Regions from separate parts of the Mus musculus genome. Here regions 1 and 3 are each linked to region 2. Evidence: chromatin contacts called from public HiChIP or PLAC-seq and Micro-C data. All regions are on one chromosome and are shown on one strand. The core of a region is the stretch at or near the end of the contact, and the rest is flanking DNA. Distances in the headings are between cores, read along the strand shown. Region 1 holds the start of Ust (uronyl-2-sulfotransferase). Region 2 holds the start of Stxbp5 (syntaxin binding protein 5 (tomosyn)). Region 3 has its middle 21 kb from the start of Fbxo30.

The links. Hi-C and Micro-C count contacts between places; a contact is called where the count stands out from the background. HiChIP or PLAC-seq counts read pairs in DNA pulled down with a chosen protein or histone mark.
Region 1: a contact with region 2 is called in a Micro-C map of embryonic stem cells, with 6 times the contacts expected there. The contact joins the promoter of Ust here to the promoter of Stxbp5 in region 2. A contact is called at or near these places in 1 of 484 Hi-C or Micro-C datasets (embryonic stem cells) and 1 of 115 datasets of contacts at active chromatin or transcription factors (astrocytes).
Region 3: a contact with region 2 is called in an H3K27ac HiChIP or PLAC-seq map of acute myeloid leukemia, with 12 times the contacts expected there. The contact joins the enhancer-like site here to the promoter of Stxbp5 in region 2. A contact is called at or near these places in 2 of 39 promoter capture datasets (liver and stem cell-derived epiblast-like cells) and 1 of 115 datasets of contacts at active chromatin or transcription factors (acute myeloid leukemia).

The regions. Positions count from the first base shown.
Region 1 is chr10:8,517,256-8,521,075 of GRCm38.p6, reverse strand. Ust (uronyl-2-sulfotransferase) reads left to right here and starts at 2,251. Exons shown (of 8, transcript NM_177387.3): 1 at 2,251-2,926. The coding sequence starts at 2,677.
Region 2 is chr10:9,899,580-9,903,481 of GRCm38.p6, reverse strand. It overlaps Stxbp5 (syntaxin binding protein 5 (tomosyn)), which reads left to right and starts at 2,442. Exons shown (of 26, transcript NM_001081344.2): 1 at 2,442-2,951. The coding sequence starts at 2,799. Gm46210 (a long non-coding RNA gene) reads right to left here and starts at 2,169. Exons shown (of 3, transcript XR_001779713.1): 1 at 1,985-2,169.
Region 3 is chr10:11,258,627-11,262,428 of GRCm38.p6, reverse strand. No RefSeq gene overlaps it. Among named protein-coding and RNA genes, the nearest start is that of Fbxo30, 21 kb to the left of the region's middle. Within about 2 kb of position 2,083, at least 7 of the 459 cell types and tissues checked have an H3K27ac peak or open chromatin away from gene starts, as enhancers often do. A contact at or near this core is called in acute myeloid leukemia, where this site is marked.

The DNA of each region.
Region 1 (3,820 bases), core at 1,002-3,501, 1.4 Mb after region 2:
TTAGGGGTTCTTGTGACAAACAAAGGGCTTCTGTTCTACTTGGTGTCCCAAACAGCACTCCTAGACCTTAGACAGTGGCCAGGAGAATGCAGGGCAGGGCAGTTTGTGCCCGTGCAGGAGTGACTCTGAGAGTGTAGCTGTGTGTGGTGCTGCCCACCTCATAACTCTCGGCTTGTGTCGTCTTCACCTATGGTCGAACTTGTGGACGAGGAAGTTCATATTCAGGTGGTGGGTAAGCCACGTTTGCTCAGTTTGAGCTCCTGTTGCTGTGAGAAATAACTTGACCACAGGCAACTTTAGGGAGGGAGGGGTTAGTCGGCTTATAATTCAAAATCACATTTCCTCATTGAAGGAGCTCAAGAGAGGAACTTGAAGACAGGGCTATTTGCTATTCCATATGGTACTAACCCTGACCACTGACCTCACTTCCTAGCCAAAGAAGTGTGACTGGACCTATGGAGAATTTTGTTTGCTGGCTCATGCTCTTTTAGACGGTCCAGAACCATCTGCCTAGGGAGTCGTGTGCTTCACAGTGGGCTGGGCCCTCCCACATTAAATAACAACGGGGCAGTCCTCCACAGGTATTCCCATAGGCTGATCCAGTGTAGGCAAGTCTTTAATTGACATTCTATCCCGTGATTCTAGGTTGTGACATGTGACTTTTAAAACTAACCATCATGCATTCTGTCCTCTAATTGTGAATTCTTGCTCCCAGGATCCCATTTCTCAATTTTCTGTGGAATAATCTCTGGATGGATAATGTTTTAAAAGTTTTCAGGAGAACAGTCGTGGAGCTATGAGGCTCTTAACTGCCCCACATCTCCTGATTACTGGACTATTTAGAATGATTTGGGGATCAGAGTTGAGAGGCATCGGAATTGTGTGGCCTGAGCTAAATGCTGTTTTCTAATCCCAGGGAAACCATGAAGAAATCTGCCCAGTGTCATGCTGCAGTGGTTAATATATCTGTCTTGTTCACAGTCCTACCTACCTGCTTATGTCACTAAATGTCACTTCTGTTTCCAACTTAACTCAGCTTGGAAAAGAAAAACATTATTGGAGAACTGTCTCCAACAGATTGTTTTTTTGCTCCTGTCTGGGGAGCATTTTCTTGATTGCTAATTGATGTAGGGGGGCCAGGCCACAGCAGGCAGAGAGCCGTTCCTAAGCAGGTGGCCCTGGACAGTACAAGAAAGACGGCGGAAGGTGAACCTAGAACCCGCGTAAGCACATTTCTCCAGTTTCTGCTCCAGTTCCTGTCTCTAGGTTCCTCCTGCCTCACCTTCCCTCCACAATGGACTGTAACTGGTAAGCCAAACAAATTCTTTTTTTCCTCCATGTTATTTTGGGTCATGATGTTTATCACAGCAACAGAAAAACAATCTAGGACACTGGAATCACAATGTAACTCTTAGGCCATATCACTTGTGTATCTGGTGATTTGTAAAAACAAAAACGATTAAGTGTGTTTGATAGAGCAGCCCTGTTCTCGGATAGGTCTCTGGGAAGCTCCGTGGGCTCTTTCAGTTCTAGAAACTTCCCAGCGGTGGGAAGAGAGATGGTGAAACAGGTCTGTGAAGGCACAGAGCCTTCTCCTTTTATATCTGCTGTAAGGTCTTCCTCCAGTCAGTGGAGTACCCTTGTTTTCAGTGGAGTGCTTGTAAGACGAGGGAGGGCAAGAAAAAAGCGCCCTCTGATTCTGAGCCAAGGGCGTGAGCTATGCCTGGCTCTGCCGAAACCACCCACCTCTTGCCTTTTACCGTCCCGGCTAGGTCTTGAACCCATATCCCAGCACATTTTATATCGGCTTTTGGTAGGTGGGTCGCTTGGGATATAGAAAGAGAATCAAGTTCCCCAAATGAAAAGACAAACGTAGTCAAATCCTCCAAGGCGACTGTTTACGAGAGGGAAGTCAGCGGGCCCCAAGAGGTCGCTGGTAGCGCAGGAACCGAGACCAGATTGTAGAGAATGGAGGAGGAAAAAAAAAAAATCCACGCACCCAAAAACTTTCTTCCTTGTTGCTGATCCTCGGCCCCCTCCTCCCTCCCTGCCCGCCCCAGCAGAAGCCGTAATGTGACACCGAGTCCAGCGTCGAGCCCAGGGTTGGAGAGGGAAGGGAGGGCCGGGGAGGGAGGAGAGCGGGCCGTCTCGCGCCAGAGAGAAAGGGGAGGGGAGGAGAGGCGAGGAGGGAGGGAAGCCCCTGTCAAGGAGGTGGAGCGAGAGGGTGGTGTCCGCCTCCCGATCCTCCCTGCCTTGAGCTAGCCGAGCCTGAACTGGGACCAAACACACCGCCCGCGACCCACACAAAGCCCGGGGGGTCCACGCTGGCGCTGGAGGCGAGCCGGGAGCGAGCCCGGGGCGCGGCGGGACTTGGGGCGCAGGGCTGCTACGGGACGCGGGGCTGCTAGCAGGACGCGCGACCAGGCGTGGGTTGCGATCGCCACCCCCACGGCGGGGCCCGGGACATTTTGGGCCCTTTGGGGCCGCAGCGAGCGGTGGGGACCAAGACGAGCAGAGTACCCTGAGCCCGGCAACTTCGGCCCCTCCCCGCCCCCACCCGGCTGCCCTCAGCGCGTCCCTCTCCATGTGCAGACAGCCGGCTAGGCGCTCCGGCTGGCGGCGGATGGGTGACCTCTTCCTGGCCGGGGCGGGCTGTTCGAGGCGGCGGAGCCGGCGATGAAGAAGAAGCAGCAGCAGCATCCCGGCGGCGGCACGGATCCCTGGCCCCATGGGGCCCCTGTGGGGGGCGCCCCTCCGTGCCTGGGCAGCTGCAAGCGCCGGATCCCGCTGCTGCCTTTCCTGCGCTTCTCCCTCCGGGACTACGGTTTCTGCATGGCTACCCTGCTGGTCTTCTGCCTGGGCTCCCTCTTCTACCAGCTCAGCGGGGGACCCCCTCGCTTCCTGCTCGACCTGCGGCAGTATTTGGGTAGGGAAGGGCTGCGCCAGCCCCGCAAAGTTGGGCACTCGGGGAAAGGGTGATAAGCGGGGAACATCTAAAGCTGTCACGGCCACCACGGTCCCCGAGGCTCCCCAGGTGGGATGCCACTGAGCATCCCTCAGTGAGGCAGCTGGGAGCGCCTGCTTCCTACAGTACTCTGGGCTGCCCGCAGCGACGGGGGACTCCGGGCAGGTGTCCCAAGCCCGGACACCACGTACCTGTCCCCGAATCGCCACTCCAACTGGGGCAGAATAGACATGTGCATGTTTGTGAATATTTGTGTGTATGCTGGCCTGGCGGTGCGTGCACAGTCCTCTCTAGGATGTGGTTAACAACTTACAATCCTGTCCCGTCTGGCTTTTCCCTTCTGAGTTGTGTGGGCTGGTTTAACCCCGCTTTCCAGTCACTTTTAGATATTCTATCCACTGGGTCCCCCGTTTGTGAGTTGGCCCAGGTGATTCCAGTCTTTCCCTAGGTTGGTTTGTTCCTTGGCAGCACCTGCGCACCCCGCGGACTGCAGCGAGAGTGCGGGAGAAATTGGGGCTGTTTCTAGGTGCCAGTCAACTGTGCCGCCTTCGAAATTCCGCCCCGTATGTGTCTTAAGTCAACTTTTTTTTTTTTCTTTTTGGTTCGTGGCTGAAAAAGGAAGAGGTTGGAACCCAAGAAAACAGATTTCAGTGAGGTATGACCTCGCTGCTCTCTCATCCATGATTCTGAGTGCCAAGGCTTGGCCAGCACTCGCTCAGGTCCCAGGGATGATGCTGGCTCCTGTGCCTTGGCTGAGGGAGGGTGTAAATTCCTTGACTTCTGTGGCCAGGAGAGGTCGTGCGGGGGTTGTCTCTGAGGTGGTTTGAGTGGAAGAACCTACCGTGGTCATCTGCA
Region 2 (3,902 bases), core at 1,193-3,692:
GCACCCACCCCACACCAAATAAACACATAGGGAAAATAAATAAAGACAAAGTAAAAAAGAAATAAAAGGAATTTGAGGGCACATAATTTTATGTTTGCTACTATAATAGTAACTAGTTAAGGGTCTTATTTTTTTTACTAAATGAATTTCTGGATATGTTCCATTGTCATGTAATATTATAAAGCCAATATCTATTCATCTTCAATTCTAGGGCTCTTCTAGATTGATTTCGTGGGCACGGCAGGATGAATTAATAATCTGATGAGATAGATAAGATGAAAATCAAAGCAGTAACTCTACAGCAGAATATTAGGGGCCTGGCTTAACTTGGTGGCCCCTTTAAGTTCCTTTTGGTCTCAAAGCTCCTGATAGACCAAGACATTGAGATTTTTGAAAAGGGTCATTAGGCAAGGCAATGGAATACCAACACTTGTGTTCATTCTATCCTCTCCCTCTAGTTAGGTAATAAATCTCATTTCTACACATGAAGCATCTCACACGATGAATCTGTTTCTGGTGCCCATGTTTGCATAGATAGACAGGGCAGGGACTCCAACCCCTGTCAGGCACAGTGAAGCCTTGTACTTCATCGCAAGGCCTCTGGACAGAAAATTGTAATTTCCCTAGAGTTTTTAAATGAGTGATGATGATTTACTCAATAAATTTAGTTGATACCTCAGTGGAAAAACATATCATAGAATTCAGGGATGTTATTTACCGGTTCTGTAGTTTGCTCTGTGGAGTCACTCGGATTTTTAAGAATGCTACCTACGTAGTTCAATTTTTAAAAGTCCCCTTCTACACCCTTGGGAAGATCTTTTCCTCTTGAATCTCTGGATCACTGCCTGCTTATTCAGCTTTAGATGGCTATCCTCATTTCCAGCCCTTCTCTGGCTAATTCAATGTCCGTCATCAGACCCCCACCATTGAACTCATACGATTTTACATTTGGTTATGCGAGGTCGTTCCCTTGACACAGCAACCCATGTATTGAAGACAAGTATTGCGTTTTTAAGTTCTCTGTGCCCAATACAACGTGTTAAACTAGACAAAATGTATTTCAGGGAATTAAATAAACCAAAGGCTTAGAGGCAAATAGTTTAGGAACTTACAAATAGTTTAGGAAAGACTTTAAGTTTAGTTTATTACGTCATCCCCCTTTCGTGAATTAACTTCCTACTTCAACAAGTTTTAAACCGTAGAGCAAAGTTTTAAAAAGTTCCAACTGAAAGGCTTCTTCTTGGTGGACAGAACTTTTAGAGAACTACACTTCCCGAAATGCCCTGTGCGCCAAGCCTAATTGGTTTGTTTACTATTCTTGAAGGCTAGCTCCGTCTGCCCATAGGCCAATACTGTGAGGAGACTGTCCTGAACGAGAGAATGTAGCCAATAACGAAGCAAAGGGAGGTGCTTCTGATTTTGGTGCGGAACTAACAAATCCTAGTAGCATTGCTGTTCCCACCCCACCCTCGCGCCCCGGTAGGGGCGGGGTCTTTCTAAACCTAAGATTGGCTTCTTGCTGTACAACCCCCCCCCCCGCCCCCGGCTATAGAAGGTCTTCCAAGGATTCCCCCCTTCTGATTATCCAGCCCTATCACCTTTGCTTATAGAATGCACTGGCCAGAAGGATTGCTCTCTCCGCCCTCAGCACCAATTTCTCTCCACTGATGGAAACTTGAACCACTCATCTGTCTCTTAGCACTCTGGGAGACATGCAGGAACATTGGCGGTCAGATCTGAGAAAAAACTTCACCTCCTTCTCCCGCCGGATGATCTCAGAGAGACTCCAGGGGGCTGTCGATTGGTTAATTAAACTGGCAGGTAGACGGGACTTTGTAACAAGGAGTGGCGGGGAGTGCTGTCTGCCACCCACCCTGCCTGCCAAATGGATTCAGGATGATGGGTGACCAAGGTGAGATCGCTGGAGTTCTTCCCCTTAGGGGGCCGACCCCAGTCTTTCCTCCACCCGCCAGCCTCGTTTTACCTCCAGCAACACCTTCATGAAGGAGGCTGGGCTTCTCTCCCTTTGGGTGTCTCTTAGTTGTCATCTTGCCACTGACTTAATCGTTGCCTGGATGTTCCATTGCGAGCCCAGATACAAGCAAACCCGAAACCACACTGCGGGAGCTGTGAGTGACAGGGCTGGAGGCGCGGGCCACTGAGCCCGCGGGTCCGCCAGCTGCTGCCCCTGGTCCTCGGCGGAGGATGATTTAAGCCGCCGGCCGGGGGCGGGGGCGGCGGCGCGCATGCGCACCGGGCAGCTCGCTCCGCGGAGGCCCAGCTGCCGCCACCGCCGCGGCCGGCGCTGGAACCGCGGCTCGCCGCCTGCTCTACCGAGCGTTGAGGGCCAGGGTCCGAGGCTCACGGGAGGCGACAGCGAGCATCCGGGGAGAGAGCGACAGGCGGCGCGGAGACCGGCCCCGGGTGCCCGGGCCATGCGGGCCGGGCGGCTGCGCTGAACGGAGGCCGAGCCCGGGACCTGCCGGGGGACTGCCGGGCTGCGGGCCATGGATGCGGCGGCAGCGGCGCGGGACGGCGGGAGCCCGGCCGCGACCAGGTGAGGAGGCGGCGTCCGGCGCCACTGCAGCCGCGGCGGCCTCGGAGGAAGAAGGCTCGCCGCCGCGCGCCCGCCCGCCCGTCGTCGCAGCCCTTCCTGTTGGGATTATCTTCTGCTCCCCGCTGCTCCTTCGCTCCCCGCGGTCGAAGCCGCCGCTCGGCTTCAGCGGCTCGGACTCCTTCGCAGCCGGTGCCTCCTCCCCTACCTGGGCCTCGCAGCGGGGAGACCCTTGGGCGAGACCATGAGGAAATTCAACATCAGGAAGGTGCTGGACGGCCTGACCGCAGGCTCGTCCTCGGCCTCGCAACAGCAGCAACAGCAGCAGCACCCGCCTGGGAACCGGGAGCCGGAGATCCAGGAGACGCTCCAGTCCGAACACTTCCAACTCTGCAAGGTGAAGGGAGCGGGGAGCGCGCAGCCCGGCCAAGCTGTCGTGGGAAGATTGGGGTCGTTTGAGGGGGCCGCTGGGCAGCACCTGGGAGCGCGAGGGCAGAGCGCGCCAATGGAGCTCAGCGCTCCAAGAAGGCGCCCCCCACCCTTGACAGACGTGCCTTGCTGGGGGATTTGGACAGAGATCCCCTACTTCTTATAAGTCGGTGTCTTTTTCCCTTTCATAAAAAGCAATCATTTCAAGGCAACCCAACCCTTGCCTTTAATCCCCATCTAGATGCTAGTAACAGTGGCCTAGAAATACTTTTTATATTCGCGCATATTTTATTATCTTCCACTGACGTCGAAATTTTCCAGCAGTGTGTGATGAACGTCGTCTGTGGGCAAGGCAAACCTGTTCAACCAGGTTTTTTATTTTTTATTATTATTTTTTTTCGCATCACTTTTTCCTTAGAATGCGTGCGAGCGGCTCACCACCTGAAGTCACAGGATTCTTTTTAGCCTGTTTGGTTAAAAACTTAGCGCGGAGGGTTTTGTCAGTGAATTGGCACGATGATTGCCACAAGGTCTTGTATGTAATTCAGAAAGAATGATGCAGCGGATTAATTCCCAGCTGCTAGGTGAGAAAGGCATATGAGCCTCCCTATCCAGAATCGCCTGCTTCCTAGATAGCCATTAGGTCCTTCCTACAGCGGTGATTTAAAAGCCTACGTACAATTCGGTTCTTATGTCCTAAAATTATTCCGGACGTAATACAAAATTACAAGATTATTTTTCGCACCCATTTTCATCGTTAGAATTGCAAATGCTGGTTCTTTAACTAAATCCTTCTATTAGTTTCATGACAACTTTTCTTTAGAAATCCCTCCCTAAATTTAGCATTCAAATAAAACCGCGTTTGGGTGATTTCTCTTAAGATGCAATACGAATCACACTTCAGAATGATTTTACAGAA
Region 3 (3,802 bases), core at 834-3,333, 1.4 Mb before region 2:
CAATGGCCTAGGAAATAGGTGGGTTGTGGTTTCATGAAAAGGTTAGTAGAACAGAATTCCCCTGGTGCAGGTTTTTCACTAGGCCCACAGGAATAGCATAACCAGGTATTTACTAAAGGACCCCTGGTGGTGGGTTTAACAATAGACTAGCAATGCATCAGAGCATTCACCTGGCTGATCTTAATTAAGGGTTGTTCCTATTCTCAGTTGTAAACATGGCCTGGCTCCTGCTATCTTTTTATGTATGCATTTTCTTTGTTTTGTGTAAAGAACCAGTGTACCTTGGCAGATGTATTCGCCTAGCTTTCTTGTTTTTCTTCTGTATTATAAGACTGATGCTCGCTTTGAGAAAATACATCCAGATACATACTCTTTCTATGTCAGTGTCTGTCACCCATCAGTGCCAACTCCTTGCTTGCCTGTAACCGGAAAACCGGGTTTTCCTGTGGATCGAGGACCTGACTGAGGTCCATCTGCAGCAGGTGTTCCTGTGTATTTTGGGAAATATTTTTCTGTTGATACAGACATTCAGGTACATTGCCTTGTAATTTTTATATCAACTGAAATTATTGATAGTTTTTTAATATGGAAATATTGAGTGTTTTTTGGCCATTATATTTTAAGGATGGAAATTCTTTCACTCATTTCTACAAGGGAGTAGAGTAGTTTCCTGGAAGTGTATCACACTTTGCATTTCACATAGTATCCTATCCCTAGCACTTCTCTACAAGAATCATATAATTATTTCCTTAGTTGGCAAAGTAGCTAGTTGCTAACCAGTGAGTACATTCTTAACTTCTGTGTCATTTAAATATGCCATTAAGCTTGTCTGATGACTAGCTTTCTGCTGTCCTATGCATCATCCTGTGGAATTCACATCCCTGTGATGTGATATGAAATATATTCTATGGAGTATAGCAACTTCTATGAAATATGAAATATGTTACCCTTTTTCTTCTGATGCTAGTTTAAATAGAATTATTTGAGACTGGTTTGTTTTTATTTTTATGGCTACCATAAATTGTGTTAGCCAACAGATTACCCACATTTCAGTGTCACAGAGAAAAATTACAATACAAACTGTGATGTGATCTTGCAGTTTCCATTTAGCTCATTTCTACGTTTAGTTTTTACCATGTGTTTTGTTTCTCTGCTTTTTTACGAGGTAATCTGTAGTTAATGTCCGTTGGTGATTTTCTGGTAGCTTGTTGGTATGTTTTATAAATCCCTTTAATTATCTTAAATGTCTCTTTCAATCAGATGTTAATAAATACATACTTTAATTAGTCAATGTGGTGATTTAAATATGCTTGGCCCAGGGAATGGCACTATTAGGAGGTGTGGCCTTGTTGGAGTAGGTGTGGCTTTGTTGGAGGAAGAATGTCACTGTGGGGATAGGCTTTGAAACCCTCCTCCTACCTGACTAGAGATAGTCATCTCCTGTTTGCCATTGGAAAAAAAGATATAGAACTCTTAGCTTCTCTAGTGCTATGCCTTCCTGGACACTGCCATGCTTCCCACCAAGATGATAATGGACTGAATCTCAGAATCAGTAAGCCAGTTCCAATTGAATGTCCTTTATAAGAGTTGCCTTGGTCATGGTGTCTCTTTACAGCAATGGAAACACTAAGATAGTCAATTAGCAAAATGTTCAATTCACTGTGTATAGACTTTAACTGTTGTCATTTCTGCTTTGAAAAGACACTGAACCAAAACAGTATTATGGAGAATTAGTTACTGGTTGTTCTTTCAACCACTTCTTTCTTTATTCTGAAGAAGGAAATTTCTTTTTATGGAGCCTGTTCCTTTATCAATGTATTGTCTATCTCTGAAAAACATGAAGTACTGCAGGGATGAGGAACCAAATCAAGCTGTTCTGATCACTGCCCTGGAGGGATTGCTTGAGTTGTTCCTTGATGTGACAAGGGCCTAGTACAGGGCAGTCCTCCTATGATGGAACTGAGAACTGCCAGTGATAATATTTCTGCCACATGGAAAGAGCCTGGCCCAGGGAAAGAAAAATATGGCCCAGAGCAGAGACAGCAAAGAAGGAAGAAAAAAAAATGAGAAAGAGACCTGGCATTACACAAGTTCCTGAGGATAACTTTATGCAATACTTTGCCTGCCTGTGTTTTGACTCTGCTCAGTCACATGAAATAAGTTATGAAAATTTCTACTTATAGAATTATGTCACACTGGAAAGTTTCAAGTTTGGAGCATTTTGGTGTTGGAAGTTAGAGACATTCAGACCAAAGAAAGCCACACAGCATCCCTAGTTCTCTCAACCTTTTGCTTGTGGTTCAAAAAGTGAACTTTCACCTTCTGCTCCTGCTTCCATGCCTTCACTCTGTTGTCATGTGTAATGACAATTTTGGAATCTTGATTTCTTTAAAAAAGTATTATGGGCTGGTGAGATGGCTCAGTGGGTAGGAGCACCCGACTGCTCTTCCGAAGGTTCAGAGTTCAAATCCTAGCAACCACATGGTGGCTCACAACCATCCGTAACAAGATCTGACTCCCTCTTCTGGAGTATCTGAAGACAGCTACAGTGTACTTACATATAATAATAAATAAATCTTAAAAAAATAAAAAAGATTTAAAATAAAAAATAAATAAAATAAAAAAGTATTATAAGAATATATTTTCATTTTAAGTCCAGATGTGGGATATAGGACTGCTTCAGATTATCCACAAAAGCTGACTGTGATTTGACCAGTGCTCAGGTGGAGGGTACAATTTTGCCAGCTGCAGATAATTCCTGCAGTTGTATGATATTTGGAATTCTGGGGACTTTTCAAAGGGTATATAAATGTGAGGGCCCTGAGAGGTGGCAGTGGTGAGGTAGGTATTCAAATTTATGAGGCATATGAGGACATCTCATCTCATCACCACAATGTTTGTATCAAATAAACAGAAATCCCCTGAGTGTGTGGAGTGAAAAAAAAAAATAACCATAATTTCAGGCCTAGCAGCTTCAGATCTTCTTGGTATAACTAGACCAAGTTCCTCCATCTCTCCCATTGCTAGCATAGGTATCTTGTAAAATCAGTAGCATCCACTTCACAGTGCTTCTGTAGAAAGTATGTGTAAAGCCCTGAGGCAGGGGTCTGAGAGTCTCTAACTTCCAACGCCAAAATGCTCCACACTTAAAACTTTCCAGTGTGACATGATTCCATGAGTGGAAAATTTCACACCTTCATATGATTAAGCAGAGTCAAAACACAGGCAGGCTAAGAGTATTGCATTAAGTTATCCTCAGGCTGTACTTGATAACACACAATATAGTCCCAGCACTTGGGATACAAAGGCAGGAAAAATGTAAGAAATTAAAGGAACTTGGTTTATGTAGCAATTTCAACCCCCAATCAGGGCTACATAGCAAGATGGTCTCTGAAAAACAAAAAATCAAACAAATAGCCCAGGCCATTTATAGAGGGTATAGATGAAAGTCATCATGTTTAAATTTGGGGTTAATTCTCAAGATATCTTAATGCATATGTGTAAATATTCCAAGATGTGAAAAATAATAATAAATACAAACACTTGTGGGCTTAAATAAGGAGAACCCAACATATCCTAAGTAGGAGCCATTGTTACTATGTGGCTCCCTATAAAAGACCATTACAAAATCAGAAAATTGCTTTTAGCTTTTGTTCAGAATCCATATTTCCCCCCAAAATATACATAACATGAGCTGTATCTGTGTCTTTTGTATAGCCATTGATTATTTCATCACCCTTAAAACAATACCCTTACAATATGTTCTTTGTGATTTGTTCAAGAGGAAGAATAAAAAAGATAT